2 separate regions of the Mus musculus genome follow, and region 2 is linked to region 1. Evidence: chromatin contacts called from public HiChIP or PLAC-seq data. All regions are on one chromosome and are shown on one strand. Each heading gives the region's core, a stretch centred on a gene start, on an enhancer-like site or on the middle of the called end of the contact. The rest is flanking DNA. Distances are from core to core; before and after follow the strand shown. Region 1 overlaps Stap1 (signal transducing adaptor family member 1). Region 2 holds the start of Dck (deoxycytidine kinase).

Region 1 (3,816 bases), core at 134-2,633:
TGAATGCAATTCACAAGACTTTACATGGATAATGGAATTCAAAACACATTTCTACATGGATAATGGAATTCAAAACACATTTCTAGAGAACAACGAAACTAACATGAAGAGCAATATCAACATGTTTAAATATGAATGGATGGCTAGAAATGGAGTGAACCCCCAGCAGTGTAAACCTGCTCACCTCAAACCCACGTTCTCAGAATAATGTGGGGCTTTTCCAAGTTAACTTGTAGGAAAATAAGGTATCTCCTGGCGATACTAAACTTCTTGGGCATTACAAAGGTATGTGAGTTTAGAATGAGAAATGAGAGATTAGCTGTGTGTTGGTGGCAAATACCTGGTCTACAGAGCAGAACAGCCAGGGCTACACAGAGAGACCCTGTCTTGAAAAACCAAAAAAATTAAAAGGGAGAAAGAGAGAAAGAAAGAAAGAAAGAAAGAAAGAAAGAAAGAAAGGAAGGAAGGAAGGAAGGAAGGAAGGAAGGAAGGAAGAAAGAAAAAAATTGAGAGATTGGTTGCTACTTAGCTCACAGTAAAAAGTATGTTTACTTTTACCTAAGACCAGATCAACTATGATCTCAGCTAGGCATGTTGGTAACACACCTTTAATCCCAGCACCTGGTCAATCTCTGTGAGTTTGATTACTGATCTGATGTACAGAGTGAGTTCTAGGACAGCCAGGACCACATAGAGGGACGGTATGGAAAGAAAACATACAAAACAAAACAAAATAACCTAAATAAACCAACCAACCAACCAGTTAACCAACCAACCAGTCCACCAAACAATCAGCCCACCAACCAGCTCATCAACCAACCAGTTCTGCAAACAACCAAGCAAACCTCTGTGCAGGTTCTAGTTGATATAGGGGCAGTACTGTAATGCCCAAGTTAGACTGGAATCTTCTTATTGTTCTGTCCATTTGTCTTTGAGAATGGATACTAAGTCACTACAACTCCTTGTGGCCAACAAGGTCCTCTATACTAAAGCCAGTATGCTATTTGGTTGCAGCTTTAGTTTGCCTACTGTTTTAACTGGTTTCAGTTGACAGTTCCTCAGCATGTGTCACTTCTACCTGGGCAAGTGATTAGACTGCACGAAGTCTTAGAGAGAGAAAAGAAAAGAAGGATTGAGACAGATCAGCTGCCTCTTATGCCTCCGGAGAAAGAGAAGGAGCCAGTACAAGACTATGCGGATGTACTGAACCCACTGCCTGAGTAAGTGCATAGTTGACTCGTTTATTCATTCAGTTAAGACTAATTGCTAGTTACCAGGTAGCACTACCTACCTGAACGTGTTGCCAGCAGGGATGCTAAATATCTTGGGGACCAATTGTGAGCCCTGCCACACTTCCTCTCTTATGTCATGATCAACGTTGTGTGCATTTGAACTAACTCTTACCACAGAGGAAATCCCCTTCCACCCACACATGTAGACTAAATAGATCTCCTTCCGGAGCTCAAACCTAAATTAAAGTTGCTATGAAGAAGGAAGGAAATGGCATAGATATGTGAGACTCTATAACTGGATGATTTATCATCATGTATACCAAATATTTTTAAATTCTTAGAATATTGTATTCAGTTGGTTGATCAGTGAGCATTGAACTTGCCTTCTGAGGAAAGCTTTGTGTAAAGCATTTTTTAAAAGGTACTAGGACAGTACCTGGATTCTGAAGCATCCTATACGTCTTCTTTCTTGAGGAACATATTATGGGCCTTCTCCTTTGGGGATTTTGATGCTCTTGCCATTAAAACACATCCTGGTTTTTTTCATGACATTATGTTCAGATGCCTAGTCCACTGGAACCTGCTAATCAATGCTGCCAGCTCAAACTAGACAGGGGATCAATTCATAAAATAAAAGTCACATGGACTGTTTCTTTTTCTTTTGTTCCAAGAAGAATATAATATGTCTATTGCAGATAAATAAAGAGAAGATTAAAATTAATTCTTGTCGCTACACTCAAAGATAGTTGCTGATAACACTTTGGATATATTATATACTCTGTCAAAATTTTCTATGATGATTACATTTCACTGAATATAACATGCATTATAAAACAGGGGACAGTGGTGGCACATGCCTTTAATCCCAGCACTTGGAGGCAGAGGCAGGCAGATTTCTTTTTTTTTGGGGGGGGGGCATTTTCAAGACAGGGTTTCTCTGTGTAGCCCTGGCTGTCCTGGAACTCATTCTGTAGACCAGGCTGGCCTCGAACTCAGAAATCTGCCTGCCTCTGCCTCCCGAGTGCTGGGATTAAAGGCGTGCATCACTAGCATCACTATGCCCAGCGGTAGACGGATTTCTGAGTTCGAGACCAGCCTGGTCTACAAAGTGAGTTCCAGGACAGCCAGGGCTACACAGAGAAACCCTGTCTCGAAAAGACAAAAAAAAAAAAAAAGGGAAGTTTTTATTTATTTATTTATTTAGATATTTTATTTATATACATTTCAAATGCTATCCCGAAAGTTCCCTATACCCTCCCTCTGCCCTGCTCCCCACCAACCCACTCCCTCTTCTTGGCCCTGGCATTCCCCTGTACTGGGCATATAAAGTTTGCAATACCAAGGGGCCTCTCTTCCCAAATGATGGCCAATTAGGCCATCTTCCGCTACATATACAGCTAGAATATATGAGCTCTGGGGGTACTGGTTAGTTCATATTGTTGTCCCACCTATAGGGTTGCAGACCCCTTCAGCTCCTTGGGTACTTTCTCTAGCTTCTCCATTGGGGGCCCTGTGTTCCATCCTATAGATGACTATGAGCATCCACTTCTGTATTTGCCAGGCACTGGCATAGCCTCACACAAGACAGCTATAACAGGGTCCTTTCAGCAAAATCTTTCTGGAATATGCAATAGTGTCTGGGTTTGGTGGCTGATTATGGGATGGATCCCCGGGTGGGATATTCTCTGGATAGTCCATCCTTTTGTCTTAGCTCCAAACTTTGTCTCTGTAACTCCTTTCATGGGTATTTTGTTCCCTTTCCTAAGGAGGAATGAAGTATCCACCCATTGGTCTTCCCTCTTCTTGATTTTCTTGTGTTTTGCAAATTGTATCTTGGGTGTTTTATGTTTCTGGGCTAATATCCACTTATCAATGAGTGCATACCTAATGACTTCTTTTGTGATTGGGTTACCTCACTAAGGATGATATCCTCCAGATACATTCATTTGTCCAAGAATTTCATAAATCCATTCTTTATAATAGCTGAGTAATACTAAAACAGGAAGTTTTAATTCTTTAATTTTATGTCTAAAAATACTATGGGTGACATTTTAACACAAGTTATAAATGAAGCATGCCTTTAATCCCAGCACTCGGGAGGCATAGGCAGGAGCAGGTAGGTCTCTGATTTCAAAGCCAGTTTGGTCTGAAGAGTAAGTACAATTGGGGCTATATGGCTATACAAAGAAACTTAATCTCAAAATATCAAATGAAGAAACAAAACCCTACAAACAACAAATTATGCCAAATAGAGTCAGTTCAGACACAGTCTTACTGTCAGGTGTTTAAACAGAGCCCTACTTGGCTGGCGTGGCTTCTAGCTTCAAGCCCAGTTCTGGGAAGATGAGGCAGGTAGATTAAGGCCAGTTTAAGGCCAGCATAGTCTATATGGTGAGTTTCAGACCCATCTCAAAATAAATAAAGAGATATACAAGAAAAACAGAGCCCTAAAGAGAGCCTTAGGACATTTTGGAGTCCTGCAAGGAAACGACCAACAAATCCATCTAAGACTTGTTATGGATTGAAACTGGGGCTATGCTATTATTAGTTGTCATAAGTTTTCTTTTTTTTTGTGTGGGGTATT
Region 2 (3,412 bases), core at 553-3,052, 2.7 Mb after region 1:
CAGAGTCTTACTATCATCAGCATACAAGCAACATCTGCAAATAGTAATGAAATAAGAGAAAATTAAAAACAATCAGAGTAGGCTGAAGCCAACAAACTACTAGGAGAAAACCAAAGAAAAGGCACAAGAAACACAGACAGACAGAGACATACATTAGCACACAGAGAAATTCCGTAAAAACGACACTGGAAGTAGTAAGATAAATAAGAAGGACCAGTAAGGGGGAAAATGTATAATGACAAAACTAATACCCAGACAAAACATTAAGTTCTGGAGCCAGGGATCTCTAGAACTGCCACTGAGTTGGTTTTGTGTTGGCCATCTATGCTGCTGGGCATGGCATCTCTCCTTAAGAGTGGTTTGTATTCCCAGTGAGAGTATGTTAGGGAAAACTAATTTTTTCATTTACAAGCAGTTTTCAATTGGAATAACTTCTGGGCTAGGGTCAGAGCCATGTGTCCACTTTTTCAGCTCTAGGACCCCAACTGGCTTAGCTTTATGCAGGGAACATGCATGCTGCCTCACTGTGAATTCATGTGTGTGTTGGTCATGGTGGGTTTAGAAGGCCTTGTGTCCTTGGTGTCCTCCATTGCCTCTGACTCCTAGACTTTCCCCATCGTTTTCCATAAGGTTCCCAGAGCCCTGAGGAGAGGGCTTTGGTGGAGACATCCCATTTAAAGCAGAGTATGCCAAGGTCTCCCTCTCTGCACTTTATGCCTTTGTGGGTTTGGTTCTGCAGAAAGAAGCATCTCTGATGCTGGCTACAAGAGATACTGACCTATAGGATATCACTAGGTATCATTTTATTGTTCAGTTATTGTAGCAGAACAGTATTTGGATTGCCACCTGAGCAGTGTCAGATATGTGTTACATCTCATGGAGTGGGCCTTAAATCCAGCCAGTCCAACAACTCACTTTAATACCTGCTCCTTTTTTTGTAGAAGTCGTCATTTCTCCGCTGCTAGGTCCATTTTTAGGACATATTTTAGGTCAAATGATAGTTACACGCTAAAAAAAAAATAAGTTCCTTTGTTTTTGTAGATAATTTGAATCTGACTTCCAGATGGGTAATCTTTTTACCAGGTCTATACCCTGATTAAATAGCACCTCTCTCTAGCTCAACCTAGCAGAATGCTGTGTGTGTGTGTGTGTGTGCAGAGTACATCTCTATGTATAAACATGTGTATATGACTTTAAACATTAATTACATGTTAGGCCATGGACATGCAATGTTAAGTCATAGCCATGCTGCTGAGAAACATACCTAGTGTTAGGTAACTTTATAAACAGCACGGTGTAGCATGCAAATTAAAGTGGAGACCTTGGGTGTTATGATGCCAGTTTCCAGTCTCACTTCTGGTCCCAGACTTTAAACCAGTAGCCACTCCCTCCCTTCCTTTCATTCTAGGCACTATCCTGTATGGTGGATGGTACTAGATCGCTGGTTAACGAAATAACTCTTAAGACAGTGACGGACAGCTACACGTTTTCTGTGAGAGACACCTACTGAGGCTCTTAGTTTGAAATTACTAGTTCTTACTTTTCTTCCCGGAAAAGTTCAAACCACGAAGCCTGACAGGATCCCAAAGGGCTGGTCCAGAAAAGCCTGACCCTACTCTTCCCTAGGCGCTTCGCTCAAGCTCCGCCCCTGCCCTCGAATGAGCTCATTGCGCAAGGCCCGCCCCCCGCCCTCCCACTGCTCATCCCGCAGGCCCCGCCCCCTCCGGCTCACAGCTCGTCGCGCACGGTCAGTCGCCCGGCTCTCTCAGGGTTCTCCTCACAAGCCCCGCCCCCTACCCTGCGCTCCTGGGACGCCCGGCCCGCCCGGAGGAACCACAGACATGCAGATCCCGCGAGGGCGAGGCGTATAGGGTGGGAGTCGGGGCCGTCAGGGCGGGTTCTCCACGGTCTGCCCAATCGCCTGCGCCTCCGCGCGCCAAAGTCAAAGTGCGGGTCCCGCCGGCGCGAGATTGACGCTGCAACCCGGAGCCGCCCGTGCCGCCGTGTCCCTGCAGGTTCCGCACCCGAGCCGTCTGGAGCTAGGCATGGCCACCCCACCTAAGAGGTTCTGCCCTTCTCCCTCGACCAGCTCCGAGGGGACCCGCATCAAGAAGATCTCCATCGAGGGGAACATCGGTAAGGTGTCCCCGGTGCGGTGCTGTGCTGGTGCCCCAGGATCCTTCCCTGCTGCCCTGCTCGCGCCGGCGCGGTGGCTCGTCTGGCCCGGCGCCAGCGGGGGCTTTGTGAGGCGCGCTCTGGACCAGTGTGCACCCTTTGTTGGGAACTGTTTTTTCTTGAGATGTAACTTAGGTATGCGAACCCCTTTTTAGGTGTGCTCTTCAGGTAGGCTTCACTGACTTGCGGTTTTACCGCAAAATTGAGACCGTTTTCATCATTTACATCCCCAGTTCCCTTTGCGCTTCTTTGTAGTCAGCTCTTTCTCCCTTCCCATCCCCTTACAAGCCCTGACCTGCTTCTGTTTTAATCCCTGCCAGTTTTGTTTTCCCATGATGTCCTAAACAAAACCAGAGTGTCTTGTTTTCTGTGTCTTGCTTAGTATACTAGAGTGCCTTTAAAACTCACCCATGCTGTTTATTTCTGCAGAACTTTATTTCTTGTTCTGTTTTTTTTTTTTTTTTTGAGACGGTCTCACTTTTGAGACCTGCCTGTCTTGGAACTCACAATGTTGGCCTTGAACTCTCTAGCGATTCGCCTGCCTCTGCCTCCTGTGTGCTGGAATTAAAAGAATACACCACCACGCCTGGCCCAGTGTAATACTTTAAAAAAAAAAAAAAAAAGAAAGTAATATTACAATGAGTGGTATATAGCACATCTTTGTTGTCACCATTTGGGTTGGCGTTTGTAGCAATCCCTAACACTACGCTACACATATGAGGAAAGCAGGTAATGAGTTTGATAGTGTGCAATGTTTTATTCCCTTTCCCACGTACAGGTAAGCACTGAGTTTTGGCTTAAAGACTCTTAGAGTTTCTGCCCTTAACCTTACTGGGGGAGCTACACTGTGCATGTCATTTTGCAAGGTGAGCTTGAATTGCCCATTCTTTTACATTTCCTACCACTGGGAACCAACCGACGCTTCCTGTTTTGGCACAGCTGTTAGGTTTGTGCCTGCAGGTTGAGTACTGACTATTCATGTATGCAGCGGATGTTTTCAGTTTTGCCACCTTCAAAGCACCATCTCTTTGAGAAAGAAGGTCAGCAGATGTAAGCTTCAAGAGAGCCGAGCTGAGACACAAAGAGGGCAAGTTTTCCTTGCTCCACACTTCTGTGGCCGAGATCCTCCTTTCTTATAAGTTCTTTGCGATGCCATGTTTATTAGTAAGAATCCTCAGGGCGTCTTAGTGGATGAAGATGACCATATGAATGATGGGAGAAAGTGTTCAGTAAAGTC

What was found. HiChIP or PLAC-seq counts read pairs in DNA pulled down with a chosen protein or histone mark.
Region 2: an H3K27ac HiChIP or PLAC-seq map of regulatory T cell precursor shows a contact between it and region 1, with 17 times the contacts expected there. The contact joins the promoter of Dck here to the enhancer-like site in region 1. A contact is called at or near these places in 3 of 39 promoter capture datasets (the C10 cell line, the HPC-7 cell line and pre-B cells), 3 of 484 Hi-C or Micro-C datasets (CD4 T cells, LSK cells and memory CD8 T cells), 4 of 115 datasets of contacts at active chromatin or transcription factors (bone marrow-derived dendritic cells, large pre-B cells, pro-B cells and 1 more) and 1 of 9 other capture datasets (adipose tissue).

The regions. Positions count from the first base shown.
Region 1 is chr5:86,085,603-86,089,418 of GRCm38.p6, forward strand. Stap1 (signal transducing adaptor family member 1) reads left to right here. Exons shown (of 9, transcript NM_019992.4): 5 at 1,048-1,220. Among named protein-coding and RNA genes, the nearest start is that of Gm24524, 7.7 kb to the left of the region's middle. Within about 2 kb of position 1,384, at least 99 of the 459 cell types and tissues checked have an H3K27ac peak or open chromatin away from gene starts, as enhancers often do. A contact at or near this core is called in the HPC-7 cell line, LSK cells, bone marrow-derived dendritic cells and 4 more, where this site is marked.
Region 2 is chr5:88,763,211-88,766,622 of GRCm38.p6, forward strand. It overlaps Dck (deoxycytidine kinase), which reads left to right and starts at 1,803. Exons shown (of 7, transcript NM_007832.4): 1 at 1,803-2,136. The coding sequence starts at 2,046.